Linked DNA regions of Bombyx mori: region 1 is linked to region 2. Evidence: chromatin contacts called from public Hi-C data. All regions are on one chromosome and are shown on one strand. Each heading gives the region's core, a stretch centred on a gene start, on an enhancer-like site or on the middle of the called end of the contact. The rest is flanking DNA. Distances are from core to core; before and after follow the strand shown. Region 1 overlaps LOC101741882 (supervillin). Region 2 overlaps LOC101741882 (supervillin).

The links. A called contact is a pair of places that touch in the nucleus more often than the background predicts.
Region 1: a contact with region 2 is called in a Hi-C map of midgut, with 1.4 times the contacts expected there. The contact joins two enhancer-like sites. A contact is called at or near these places in 4 of 7 Hi-C or Micro-C datasets (middle silk gland, midgut, an unstated tissue and 1 more).

Annotation. Positions count from the first base shown.
Region 1 is chr11:9,640,245-9,647,879 of ASM3026992v2, forward strand. All of the region lies in intron 4 of LOC101741882 (supervillin), which reads left to right. Among protein-coding and RNA genes, the nearest start is that of LOC134199680, 92 kb to the left of the region's middle. Within about 2 kb of position 2,032, at least 1 of the 8 cell types and tissues checked has open chromatin away from gene starts, as enhancers often do.
Region 2 is chr11:9,595,588-9,602,928 of ASM3026992v2, forward strand. It overlaps LOC101741882 (supervillin), which reads left to right. Exons shown (of 25, transcript XM_062671097.1): 4 at 1,681-1,798. Among protein-coding and RNA genes, the nearest start is that of LOC134199680, 47 kb to the left of the region's middle. Within about 2 kb of position 4,359, at least 2 of the 8 cell types and tissues checked have open chromatin away from gene starts, as enhancers often do.

The sequences.
Region 1 (7,635 bases), core at 782-3,281, 42 kb after region 2:
CAGGTAAAAATTTTCATTAAGCTAATACACGTTTAGTATTAGAGGGTTTTGACGTGTTTTAATCTAGACTTTGCTTTCCTAGGTAATTGTGGTTACAATGTAAGCGAAAAGGTTTCAGTGTTATTCGTACTGGCCGAACCTTTTTTAGTTTGTTTTGTTACGAAGTTACGAACGTAATAAAGACGAATCGAGATTTATTAGAGATCGAACAACTTTCGGTCGTGTAAGTTACTTGTATTGAAACACTTGGTGTTTTTTTTTTTCGCTTTTATAGGTAGATGACCTACGACTCGCCACCCTAGGTTCTAAGATCTTTTATGACTGGTAATCGAAATTCGACTTTAACTGCTGATGATTTAGATTCATTTTATGTGTTACATTTTCTCTTTAATTTTTTCTTCGACATTTTTTTCATAAATGTGGCAATAAAGTTACCGTTTGCAATATTTTTTTATTGACAACACTATAGCTTCTCAATGGTTAATAAACAAAAAAAATCGTAGGGAATCCATTGACAAACAAGAGAGAAAGGTACTGGAACGTTTTGTTTTTGCAGAGATAATTACAGGTATGGAGGTATATCAGTTAGCTGGAACTATTCCTGATTTTTCTCCACCATACACCGTAGTAGTATACCACCACCCTGCCTATTTCTGCCGTGAAGCAGTAATGCGTTTCGGTTTGAAGGGTGGGGCAGCCGTTGTAGCTATACTGAGACCTTAGAACTTGTATCTCAAGGTGGGTGGCGCATTTACGTTGTGGATGTCTATGGGCTCCAGTAACCACTTAACACCAGGTGGGCTGTGAGCTCATCCACCCATCTAAGCAATAAAAAAATAATAAAAACTTACCTCCTATTTCCCCTAGTATCTTAGTTTATCTCTCGGACCCCTTTCCACCCGACAAAAAAAAACGATTGGAGGTTGTTACAGACGTGCTAGACACGCTGTGAATATAGAAGAGGACTCTACGGTATAAAAATAAAAATATAGCTGTTTGGTTTTGAATCGCCGTTTCTGTCTTTGGTTTGGTTGTTTGATATGAAACTGTCTATATCGATTATAAAATTAGCAACCCCACTACCATCCCACTAGAGAGAAGACTTGCTCTAATAAATGTAGATTTTTAAGCTATTGCATAGATTTTATCGCGGGCCTTGAGCGCGGCGACTGAATCATGAAATTCCGTAACGAAAAAAACCTTACACCCTTCACTCCGCCTACCATGTAGCTCGCGTTCAACACATTTACACGTTGCGCTTGTGTAGTGTTTGTGAATAAGCGCGTGGCGTGACGTCACACTGCATGCGCATCATGAAAAGTCTGCCCATCTCTGTCTCGCGCGGTCTAGCTTATGAGTGTGAAGGGGACAGTTAAGGTTTTGCTTTTATTAATGTTTAATATAGCGTGGTCTTGTTTCATTATTGTTTTAATATTAAATTATCAATGTCTCAAATTATCTCATTATAATTGCATAAGTTGATAAAAAATGCTATGCAATAGCTATACCGCGGAAGTTCCCGAGTGCCACACGTTTTTTTCTCTTTAAAGTAGCGATTTTAACGTATTTTCCGAGAAATATTATTAAAATCACAATCAAGTGAGCTTTTACGTAATACCTTTGTGAGGACAAAGGTTCTGGTGCCCGACTTGTGTGTTTGTACAGCCAGCCATACGTTTTCTAATGTAACGCGTAAACAACACAGAGGATCTGTTCGTAAATTTTGTTAAAGGAATAATGTTTTTGTCTTTCCCTTGAATTTTGGAGGTAGAATATATGAATACAATAGTGATGTTGGAACCGTGTATCGTTTATTGTAATTGTTAAATTTGTAATTTATTAAATTTAAATAGTAAAATTAAAATTTTGATTGCTGGTATATGTTACGGATAAATAACTTAATTAAAATTTGTATGTTTCGGAATAAAATGTTTTTAAACTAATAGGGGTGTGCGCATTTGAATAAAATCAAACTCATTATTTTATCTTCTTCGGTTATCGCGAGCCGTAGACATAATTAAAACTGCTTTGACGGCTTAATCATTCGTTATTTACTTATTTATTTATGTTTGTTCGTCTATTTATGAGTCCAGACTAATGAGCGTTGAATTGAATTGTGGAGCGTTAAAAATAAATAAGCTTTTATTTTTCTGTAGTAGGTTTAATGTCCTATATAAAATTTGATAATATTTTAAGGGCAGTGCTTAAGTTTTAATTACGACTTGATTTTATTTAAGAATTTAAATTTCTAACTGTACTTTCGATACTGATTACATCCGGTTTTAATTAATAATAACAGTCGTGGTTTGTTTTATTCTGCCTTAAAAAATCAAATCGGTTGTATTTAGCTTTTGCTACCTACCATGAGCACTTGAGGACATAATTTTATATAACATACAAAAACATATTGCAATTTAATAATTTTAGTGGAAGTGGACACGCAACCACTGTGATGCCCGCTGAGTTTCTTGCCAGTTCTTCTCAGGACGGAGGCTAGTTTTTGTGAATTGGCGGTAGTTCTTTTTGACGTTCAACAAGTATGTACATACTTTCATTTATGTTGAATAATTTTTTTTTTTGATTTGATTTGATTTGATTTGATGCACAATAAAAGATCACTGTGAACTAATAATTCGGAATATTTTTCTGTAACTGTCTATCAATTATTAAATTCTCCGAAAAACCGTATCAAATGAAGTGCGATTCCGATATCAAAACAGATACTATTTGGCGAGAATAAACAAGAGCACAAAAACAGACAGGTTTCCGCCAATAGTGCGAAATCGTTTTTGTCACTAAATGTAAGCACCCGTTACGTAATTTGGCCTCACCAAAGGAATAACTTTGAATGTTCTTAGTTGATTAATTAAAGTACTAGGCAGAAACATACCGGCGACTTGTAGAATCTGAGGGCGGAATTCCAGAAACATTCTCACAACGATAGCTTGCTCGAACAAATTTTTCCGTTCCGTTAACTTTTATTTCAATTTAACTTTACCATAATTAAAATATTGCTGATTAATTTTGTAAGATGTTTTCGATTTGATTTAATTATGTTAGTTGATTATATAAAAAAGGGTTAGTGCGTGTTGAACAATGGCACGAGAAAGAGGTTTTGACAATTACGTGTTAGCGCTTTTATATCTCGATTTGATGTCTATATTCTTTCTCGGTTGTAATGCAAAATAGAACACTGATAATAAACTTATTAGTAAAGTAGTTCAATCTTGGTGTGTTGAATTATTTATTGGGCTTTGTTTTTAACACTCATTAGCTAATATAGACAAAGGATATCACAGCCTGTCTTGTCATAAACAGTTATTGTAGCCTAAAGACATTCGATGACATTAGCTCAGACAAGACAAGACAAGACTCAATGGCATTACATTAGTCCTGGCAGACACATAGGGAGGACGGTTGGAACCACCCCTGCCGACTCAATACGACCAGCTCTTTAGATAAGAATAAACGAATTTGAAAAGTTGTATGTTTTGCCACGAAAATAAATGATACACTTCGTATCAACTGATATAAGAACAATGAAAATGTTTTAATTACAAACCGGTCAGCTTTTAACAGTTAAAAAAATAGTTTATAAGATTCCACTTTTGAAACTAAATTGTTTTCGTTTGCATATCTTATACCTTTAAACGAGCAATTCTTGTATAATAATATATATAATCTGAATCTCGGAAACGGTTCCAACGATTTTCATAAAATTTAGTATACAAGGGATTCCGGGGGCGATAAATCGATCTAGCTACGATTTATTTTCAGAAAATGTTGTTTTATTCGTGTTTTCAATCATCAACTCTTCCCGACATCTATTGGCGAATAATAATACTATTTTTCTTAATCGAGAGCAACTAACCGCTTTAAAGACACAAAAAGATGACGTTATTAAAAAAAAAAAACGAGCAAAGCTCGGTCATCATCTAGTCATTCATTATATGCGATTTACACTCTAAAATTTAAAAAGGTAATTTGCTCGAAACTCAGTTATCATTTATTCATCGTCTCGTAATAAACGACAAGGTTGGGACAGCATGAAGTTACAAGGTCGAATTCGACTGCGAAATTTACTTTGTGATTGATTAGACTTCTTGCTAAACGTGTTGTCGTTAATGTGAACGTTTTACCATAGTTTGGTGTTAGTCTACCGCTTGTTAGTAGCAAACGGTAGCATCATGAGCTATTTCGCTTTTATTTCGGCTGTCTCCTGTCCTAGAATAGCACTACTCTAGCTCTTCAACTTGAGTATACCTCCCTACCTATTCGCTGGTAGCCTATGAGGCTATTTCAACTACGCACAACTTGATTTACGTAAAAGACGACTATATACGGCTATATAACGGCCGTCTGGTGTAGTGGTAAGTGACATGGTCACTACACAAGGGGGTCGAGGGTTCGAATCCCGCCAAGGGAAGATATTTGTATGATAAATATAAAAATGTCTTTTCCAGGGTTATGGATGTATATTAAATATGTTTATGTGTATAATAAAAATATTAGATTTATTTCCGTTATCTGGTAGGTACCTGTAACACAAGTTCGTTACGAACTTACCACGTAACCGGTTAACGTGGCGTGATTGTTAGTAAATATTTATTATTTATTTATTATATACTGTACAAACAACTGCAGCGTGCTCTTAGTATCAAGATATGATGATCGGATTTCCTGATGCTAGGGTATATTTCGCGATCCCACTATCATTATCTTGTTTATTACTACCGAAATACGCGGGATGTACTCATTGTTGTGTAGACTAGACTGAGATACTTATTGAAAATATTAAGTACAATTCAAAACTAGTCAAATTAAAACTAATTTTTGCCCGTGGATAAATGAACTCTACGAAAAAGATTAATAAATAACTTTCTAAAACTAATCTTGCAAAATTTTATAGACCGATTAAACGTATTAGATTGCGAAAAGGCTTTTGCCTAACAACTGTCAAATAGTATTATACTCTCGAAGTCACCGCCCTGGATATTAAAGCTGTTGGCTTACCAGACCCGCATAACTAATAATTAATGGGACGAACGAATATTATAATTTAGATCCAGAAAGTAACTTTGAGTTTGCAAGTAGAAAATGAAATGAGTTTTTTTTAAACTAAAGCGCCCAAAGTAAGCTTTTGACAAAACCGAGCAAATTAATAACTCCCAATGTACATCAAAAACTTGATGCTTAGCATAATTCCTTATTTCAGAACTTTAATCACAAAATTATTTCTGCAACACGTACCGCAATTAATTGAACTTCTAGTAAGTAGGATTCGATAAACACGAAATTATTCGAGCACCTAAATTGTTTACATTGTAAACTAAATTGAATTCACCTATTTAAATCTCACTGTAGCTCTAGAATACAATTTGTAAAGTTGACGCGATTACTTTTTGCAACACCAAAGTTAATGCCCCGCGGAATCCTGAACCATCTCAGTGCAAAACTAGCAGAGTTTTGTCGCTATACTCTATATCAGAACTGTTGTTATCTTTGAAACAGTACCTACTTCGCAAAAATGTGAATATAGAATTATAAAGCATAATAAGTGTTCATGCTAATCCACAATAAATAGTACGCAGCGAATACCAATTCTCCTAATTCCAAGTCTTTTCGTTGACATACAAACGAAACGTAAGCTTTCAAATCAAGATCAAACTGACCGTAATTGAACTGGTTAATGGAACTCAAACTGATTAGGTACCACTCGTACATAAAGAGTGTAGAACAATTCAAGGTTCAGTGAAAAGGTATCATACATAGTCTGAGAGGATCATTGAACGTCATTTGCTGTCGTAAGTCGCGTAAACCGTTACTGGACTTAACAGGCTAGGACATCATGTTTTGGTTTGTAACATCAAGCCTAATTTTTTTAATTCATTTATTTGCTGTACGAGTATTAACAAAAGTATCTCCCTATTCGTCTTCATCTTAATTTTGTCATCGGCCATGACGATTTTTCTTCCATCTATCCCATTTTCAGATTAAGTTTCTTCAGTTTTCATAATCGGAGCCCATTATTTATTTAATAGCCGACTCTTCCAAATGCGTGCGGTGAATAGTCTTACTGACTGCATTTACTCTAGAAAGTGTCTCAGGTTGTATAAAATTTAATTACTTAAATAGCTGAGGTAGATGTACTGCTATAATACCAGTCCACTGAAAACGCCATATAATTTCGAGGGGTTAACGGTTTTTATGGCTCGAAAATTTACGACATCATACCTTACGTCTAAACAGTTTTATGTCGAAATATTTTACACCAAACTATGTCTGTTTTTATGTGTTTAAACAAGCCATTTGTAATTTTTCGCAACATTGATATTTATCAAATTAAAGTCTTCTACGTATAATTTGTGAATCTGCTTCTGCCTATGAACAACTCGCCACTAAATCCTATAAACCAGTTGTTCGTCACGATCCCCTTAGGTCTCGCTTGTTTTATTTTCTAGGTTCATCGCACCGACCATTATGGCCAGTGCGAAAATCCTTGAGTGCCCTTTTGAATGTTACAACCGTGAAATTGAGAAAAAATCTATCCTTTGTTTCTGCGTAACTAAGGAACTATCCTTCACTGACACATTACTTGTTATTTTGTTTAGAACAAACGAGTAGTAACATCATTAAATATCAAATTTTGCTTTTTTTTTAATTGCCCTCGTAGGCAGACGAGCACACGGCCCACCTGATGGTGAGTGGTTACCGTCGCCCATGGACTTCAGCAATGCCAGAGGCAGGGCCAAGCCGCTGCCTACCTCAAAATTTGCAAAATTGCCCAATCATTTGATCGTACGCTACAAGCAAATACGGTGTTAAACTTTAAAACCCCCATTGTTACCTAAACGTCTTTAATTCGGCAGGAGCAACTGTCCAAACAAACCGGTAACGTAATTCACTTTTAGCATCGAACGAACGTATTTACGAAAACAGTATTTGTTTTACGAAAGCAATCGTTAATTTTGTTTTGATGTTGAACACGGTACATTCGGTTCGTGCGAGTAAACGCAAAGTGCGCGTGCATCTATTCGATTTTACAGCTTTTTTATTGACCTAACGTTTTATTGGCTATGTGGTTTTCCTGATGTAGACCTGTGTGAAACACGACCGCCTTGTGCCTAATTTTATAGCATTACTTTTGCTTGTCTACTACAATAAGAAAGGTCAGTATGTTGTCTACAAAAGTCAAGACAGATTCGTTGGACAAAAGACTTAGTTTTGGTGTTCGATGAAACACATTCGTTAAAGCCAAAAAAATTCCAGCTAAGACTGTGTTATACATCTCATTACGATTAACTATGTGTTTGTTTATTTCTGTGATCAGTGATATTAATAGATTAGCCCAATGATTTTCTCGGCGGATCTTATCAGTGGGTCGCAATTCCGACCCGGTGGTCGATTCTGCGAAGCACTGCTCTTGCTAAGGCTAAAGTTAGCAAATTTCCTCAGGTTGAATCCGTCCGGGCGTAGCTGGAATAGCTTCTTAGACTACCAGCGAATAGGCAGGGGGAAAATATTAATAGATTAATCTATCTAATTGAAAATGGCATCCACAGCCTATAGAGACGTAAATATAAATACCAGTGCCAAGTATAGAGGTCTACACATGAGCTCAAAATTTTAACCACA
Region 2 (7,341 bases), core at 3,109-5,608:
TTACAAAAAAGGTTCAATTCTATCATTATTATATTTAGTCTAGTATGATATTTGAAAATTAATTACCTACAAAACGGCCAACTATTTAATTTATCCTTTTATTAATATTTATAATTAATGATAGGATCAATTAAACTATTATTAATAAATAAGGATTCATATGACCACGACTGCTCTGCCAAGAGTAACAGACTATGAATAATAGTAATAAGTGGCGGGCACTTATTATTATTAATCATTCGTACTACTACATTTGTAAAGTCATTATGTAGCATTTTATCTTGATAAGGACCAAACAAACGTAGGAGAAAATAAAAAAAAGAACATCATATTATATGTATTAGCCGGTAGTTACTGCGTGATGCGCGCCATTGTGGCAGACTTCTTATCGTTTTATTTTATCTAGATAATTATGGTGTACCTGACTATTATTGAATCGCTTTCGACTGCCTATGAGAAAGTCCATTTTAATATGACCATTATTACAGTTTAATTAAAGTAGTTTTACGTTAATGGTTGAATTCAGTCTACAATTTTATAAAATTTTATAAGACATTTTTCTAAAACTATTTAATTTTATAAAAGTAGACAATAGTTTTGGAAAATGTATTAAAAACTTTTTCTTTTTGTAGACGTCGTAATTCTCGAATCACATTCACCCCGAAAGGTACCCTCAAATGGGGTGCTCAACCTCTGAATGTCTGTTCGGGACCGAAGATCCCTTGCGAATGAAAATCTAAAATGTATCGAGATACGTGAATGAACTCACGAATAAAATAATATGAAACGCAAGTAATAAATATTTAGGTTGAAATAGAAATGTTTGAAGACAAGGCAACATTGATAGATTAACGTAATACATTGCATAAAATAAATTTATGATAGCTTTAAAAATTTATTAACCCGATAAAACTCTTATTGTGTTATTGTCAAATTTTTTTTCTGACGCCTCGGTATTCTGTTTAATGTTTTTGTCTAAAACTATTTACTTGAAAAGTTTTAGAAGATCTATCGGTGTAATATCTTTGTGTTGTGTAGTTACGGTGTTGTTCAGACAATTATGAACGCATGAGTCGTTCAATGTATACGACAAGAGACATACGAAAATGAGATGAAAGTAATTCAATATTAAAGTTGATTTTCCGTTTTCATAGCATAATCTTAAGTCTAGTTTCAAATGAAATTTAAAATCTGAGTTAAGTATCATTGTTATACTATTGAAAGAATTTTAATTGCGCTTGACAGATAAATGTATATAAATAAAGGTGGGTGGCGCATTTACGTTGTGGATGTCTATGGGCTCCAGTAATCACTTAACACCAGGTGGGCTGTGAGCTCGTCCACCCATCTAAGCAAATATTTTTTTACGAAAACGCTAGTGGAATTGTGATTACGCTGTTACTAATTTCCTGAATGTGAAAACCGCTTATTGAAAATTCACCCGCGCCATCAGTCGTACATACATGGTCCTGTGATAGAAATCATCCATGAAGTGCCAACAACAAATGTGTCAGGTTTCATCACATTCGCGTGAATGGACTAGGAACGAATATTCGACACACGTTAATTTTTTAGGTTTTTTATTTTGATTTACACGATAAATATGATCTGAATAATAATTAGATCTTTCATGTAAGATCCTCTAATATTATTTTTATAAAACCACAGTGTTTCTTACAGCGTTCGACGGGACCAGAATGTACAGCGCCTTGCCTTCGAGCTCAACCCACTACACGAACCACGAGCACGCCGAAAAAGGCTCCAATGCAGGCGACCGCCACGAATAATGAAGCCACAGGTATGTTTTGTATTACTCTTTATTGCATCGATGGGTGGATGAGCGCAAAGCCCATCCGCTGTTAATTAGCTACCAGTGCCCATAGACATCACGATGCGAATGCCGTGCCGTACCGCAGTCTTACAGCCGTTTCGTGTTTTTGCTGATCAAATCAATGTCGTGTCGGTAAGAGTAAAACATTTCTCATGTTACACTCTTATAAAGCTTAGACGTAATCACAGGAGTATAAAAATAAAAGGTCATTAATTTCAGCCGATTATAGTCAATTTTTTTTTTCGACTACAGTAAACCTCGTGTTACTCAAAAAAGATAAAAGATAGTTATATCTAGAGCAGTTTAAGAAAACATGTTTTTTTTTAAATCTAAATTATTTAAGGTATTTATTTAGCACAGGAAACCAATAATTGTCCCAGGAATATCCTTACACAGACTTGCTTAGGGTCCGCCTATGCTTTAAACACATACACTTACTATTGCATTCATTATTAGTTGATGCTCGTTAGGACTAAAACCAATACAGACCACCATAAAATCTTCAACGTAAACTATACACATAATTATGTCAATGCAAACAAAATTAGCAATACGGTCACATCACGTATTGAAATCGAAATAAAGCCATTTGACACTATTCAATCACCACATTTCATAGGTTTGCCCTTTTGTCTATTTTAGATCAGCACCTCGACCATGAACCGAACTCGCGTATCGGTTACACAATGCTATTGACGCGATAGACCACTATCGATTTGCCAACCGAAATCACCTTGATATTTGATGAGGACTTTTAATATTTCACCCATTCTATATCGTATGGATGTATCTTCAGCGTTTTGAGTAGTAGAAATAGTGCGTTGACAGTATTAACAGGATCAAGGACTGAATAGGAACCACGTCACTATTTCGTGAACCAATCATTCATCATCAATTTCATCTTTAATCCGTTTGCATCAGAGAAAGCACCCCCGCTGAGAGGGCGGGGACTTCAAGTTGGGGCAGAGGGGTGGTAGGACCTCTTGTGAGTCCGCACGGCTAGATACCACCATCACCCTGCCTATTCCTGCCGTGAAGCAGTAATGCGTTTCGGTTTGAAGGGTGGGACAGGCGTTGTAACTATACTTGAGACCTTCGAACTTATATCTCAAGGTGGATGGCGCATTTACGTTGTAGATGTCTATGGGCTCCAGTAACCACTTAACACCATGTAGACTGTGAGCTCGTCCATACATCTAAGCAATAAAAAAAAACAATGCAGAAGCGTGGTCGAAAGTTTTTGTAACTCGTCTGTGGGTAGTACATAATTTCGTTTGTTAGAAATTAATTCATTCAATTCCATGAGTTTCACAAACTTGTTGATTTTGAGTAGCTGAGTTGTTTGTTTCAATTCGGTAAACACGATTGGATTTGTACGAATGTATTTATATTAAACGAAGCTATTATATTACATTATATCGTGAATCTAATAGCTGTGAATTTCGTTCGTTGAAAGTCGACGAGTTTGACATCGTTAAAATACCTTACGAAATTCTTTTGCGGTATCACGTTACATTAAAATGGCTAATTATCTTGGAATCATCTAATGCGTGCTTGAAAATTTCGTTTCGCAATCAATTAATACTATAGATTTTTTTTATTATGTATCAGCCTTACATTTTTTTATACCTGACACGAAGGTGACATTGTTCTCGAACGGCAATACGTTCGAAAACAATAAATCGATAAGGAATATTCGAAAGTCGTTCATTTTATTGCCGGATACAATATTGTGGAGTAATTAAATCAAATTACGGTTCGTGTATTTCCGCTTGAAAACCCTCCATCTATTTCAATGCACAGTGAATTTCCTAGAATTTGCATAGAAATTATAAGATTTCATCTACGATATTAAATACGCGATAATATGCAGCGATCGTTACGTCATGACACGTACAAATATATAATTTCATGTAGATATACGTGTGACTTATAAAAGAGTGTTATAAATTATTGAAATTATGTGTACATATAGAGTGATGGATCTCAAGACTTCTCAGCATTCTGGAGTCTACACCTTAGTCTTGTCGATAGTATGAATAATTTAAATCATGTTGCTGGTGGTACCACATTCTGGTACAAGTAGAGAATTTAGAGGCTATATAAATGAGATATTCGGGGTAAAAGCTTCAAAGATAGGTTTTTTTTCTAGCGATTAATAATGTACTTGATCAAGATTCGAAAGTCCGTTTAATATATCACTACATAGTATAAAACAAAGTCGCTTTCTCTGTCCCTATATCTGTCCCTATGTATGCTTAAATCTTTAAAACTACGCAACCGATTTTGATGCGTTTTTTTTTATAGATAGAGTGATTGAAGTGGAAGGTTTATATGTATAACATCCATTAAATAGTGGAGAAATCAATAATAAATTACAGTGTTAGTTAAAGTTTACGTATTTTGGGAATACAATTGGCGCCTTAAAATATTGAGGAGCTACTTATCTAGACAACCTGTTGCTCGATTAGAGACTTCGCTATGTGGTGACTTATCGTGTCACGTCGGTGTTGTATTAGACGACTGTTCTCAGAGTATCACAGCATATTGCGACCGTATTAATTAGTGATAGTGCTTATAATGGTTCTTATGTGTGGGTAATATCGTCATTCTCATGTCTGCCGCGAACCAATCATGCGTTTAAGTTGGAAGGATTAGAAAGGCTTTGTAGAGCCTTGTAGGAACCATGCAATTGCGACCTAATGTCTCAAGATATTAGACTGCATTCACGTTGTGATGCTCATTGATTCCGATGATCGCTCAAAGGCCCATAAATATAATGCACAACAAAGAAATGTTATTGTTTGATATTCTATGTCAAACAATTTGGCAAATTGGCCTATACATTTCAAAACATCATGTAGACCAAACGTTAAGATATTCAAACAGGAATACAGAATTTAGGCTTTTGAAATTTCGCAACTCCAAATACAAGAACAGTCCCCCAGGCATCTAAATTATTACGTGAAGTCTTAGAGTGCCTTATGGAACAAGATTGTTTATTCGTGCCGTACAGGTAAAGTTTCCACGTTGACTCGCGATACTTACATGTTAGTTCCGAAACGTTATACCAGGGCATCATAACAGTTAAGTTGAGCTTCGAACTAGTTTCCATACGAAGCGAGTGGATCAGTCGGGGGTATACTGTGAATTTTTGATCACTTTACAGTTTCCTTGCATTATGTGTGTATTAAAAGGCGAAAATGTCGTTTTTTATTAGGATTAAAAATGTACATACTACCGTACGATTTGTTATAAGTGAATTCACTGTGAACAAAATTTACACGCAGCACTAAACTGTCTTGGGCGAAAGTGTGCGGTTAATTGATGTTATCTCCTAATTAAAATGTGCAGCGTTGTTTCCTTAAAAGTTATACCAACTAACGAATGCTTCATCGTTATAGTTTGAAACAAGTTGTTGATTAAATTATGGAGTTTTGAGGACGCGAACGTTAAGGGTGAACCTTGTGATCTGATCATAGCATTTGTTTTCTGTTATGAATTTCGTTATGTTAGCTAACTAATGGTAGTTAGTTTAAAATTAATTAGTTTGTTGCATTGGGTTTTAGTTGCACTAGACGCGCTGTAGCTTGTTTGCTGAGATTGCTATTGAAACTTATAGACGAGTAAACGACTACATAATATTGTAATGTTAACATGCAGATGGGAATAATATAATCGTTGATTCCAGATCAGGGACGTGATATCGATCGATGCTTCTCTAATATAGGCGTGGTTCGACACTAGTCTTTAAAATATAGTTTCAAAATATGTATTGGATTAATAATTCGATCCGCTTTTACGATTTAATCTTGGGACTTTTCTTCCCGACGTTTCAAATATTTTCAGTATTCGTGGTCCCGGATTGGTGACTACCGTCAAATTTTGTTAGATAGATAGACAGAAAATTTGAGGGTAGCTAGAAAAATAAACACGAGATTAAACCGTAAAAGTAGTTTTTATTATGTCTACGACCCACGAAAACCGGAGAAAATACCGTTTACTACTTACATTAATTTCTTAAGTGACCTGCAGTGAACGAGAAGTTTCGATTGCACTGTAGCATTTTTCTTTTCGTGTAATTTTGAAAGATTCCACGCTTCATGGGTATGAAGGTCGATCTGCACGCGAATATTCATTCTAACAAAACACGCGAATAATTTAAAATATACTTACAGAAGAATCCGCCACGCGTTTGCAAAATCTACATATTTGAATTAAGCATTATTCACCAAACTGCTGTAGAATTTTCAAAACATAATATGAGAAGCAATATCATAAAAAATAAAATGTTTTCCTTGGTATCTTTCACGCAGCAATGGAGCAACGGATTGAAATGATTGTTTTCAAGGATTTGACTTTTAAATTGAAAAATAACGTAGGCTTATTCGAAGACGGAGTCCGACATAACCCGGTCTGTTACCTCCGTTGACCGGGTAACCGTAAACGGATTCCCCAACTTTAAAAAAAAGGCTTATTCGAAGAAGAAAAATATTTCGTATTTTTTTAATTCTGTTTTTTAACGCAGGCGATACTTGTCCTATACCCATACCTATCCTCTAAGTTAATCTTATACCTTTAAACGAGCAATTCTTGTATATTAATATATACATATGTATATAATCTGAATCTCGGAAACGGCTCCAACGATTTTCATAAAATTTAGTATATAGGGGATTTCGGGGGCGATAAATCGATCTAGCTACGATTAATTTTCAGAAAATGTTGTTTTATTCGTGTTTTCAATAATCAACTCTTCCCGACATCTATTGGCGAATAATAATATTATTTTTCTTAATTTAGGGCAACTAACCGCTTTAAAGACACAACAAGATGGCGTTATCAAAAAAAAAACGGTCATCATCTGGTTCTAGTACCTATATTCATATATGTTAACAATAACTAAATAAAACTCAATTTCGCTTAGGGTTGTCACGTAATTAGAACAGTAATAATATTACAACTTATTCGACGTTCTATAATTACGAAATTTCCGAAAGCCAATTTTGTGAAAATCTATATTTGAGTCGACTATTATCAAAGGCGGCAATCTGACTTTTGGACAATGATTGGTAAATCAGAAAAACGAATTATTGACTTTGTATTCCATCGGCAGTCACAAAACTCTTCGGAACGACATCTTAGATAAATAACAGGTTAACTATTAACCTTTATTTAATGCAGGTTTTGAACCGTATTCTTTGAAGGAGACCATTATATTCAAATAAATCTGTATTGACATATCAATAAAATTTTGTTGTCCAAATGCACAGATTGCCGCCTTTGATAATAGACGACTCATTTTACTATTTTTCAACAAAATGAGTTTATTCTATTCGATTTATTTTCGAATTCATTAGAATAATTTATTAATAAGAAGAATAATTCGTATTCTATTCGAGTATATTGATATTATAATATGAATTTTATATAATTAAATTCTTCAATAATAGCAACGATTGACCCTCGCGACGGATTCCCGTTAAGACGTAAAGTCGCCTTGATTATCC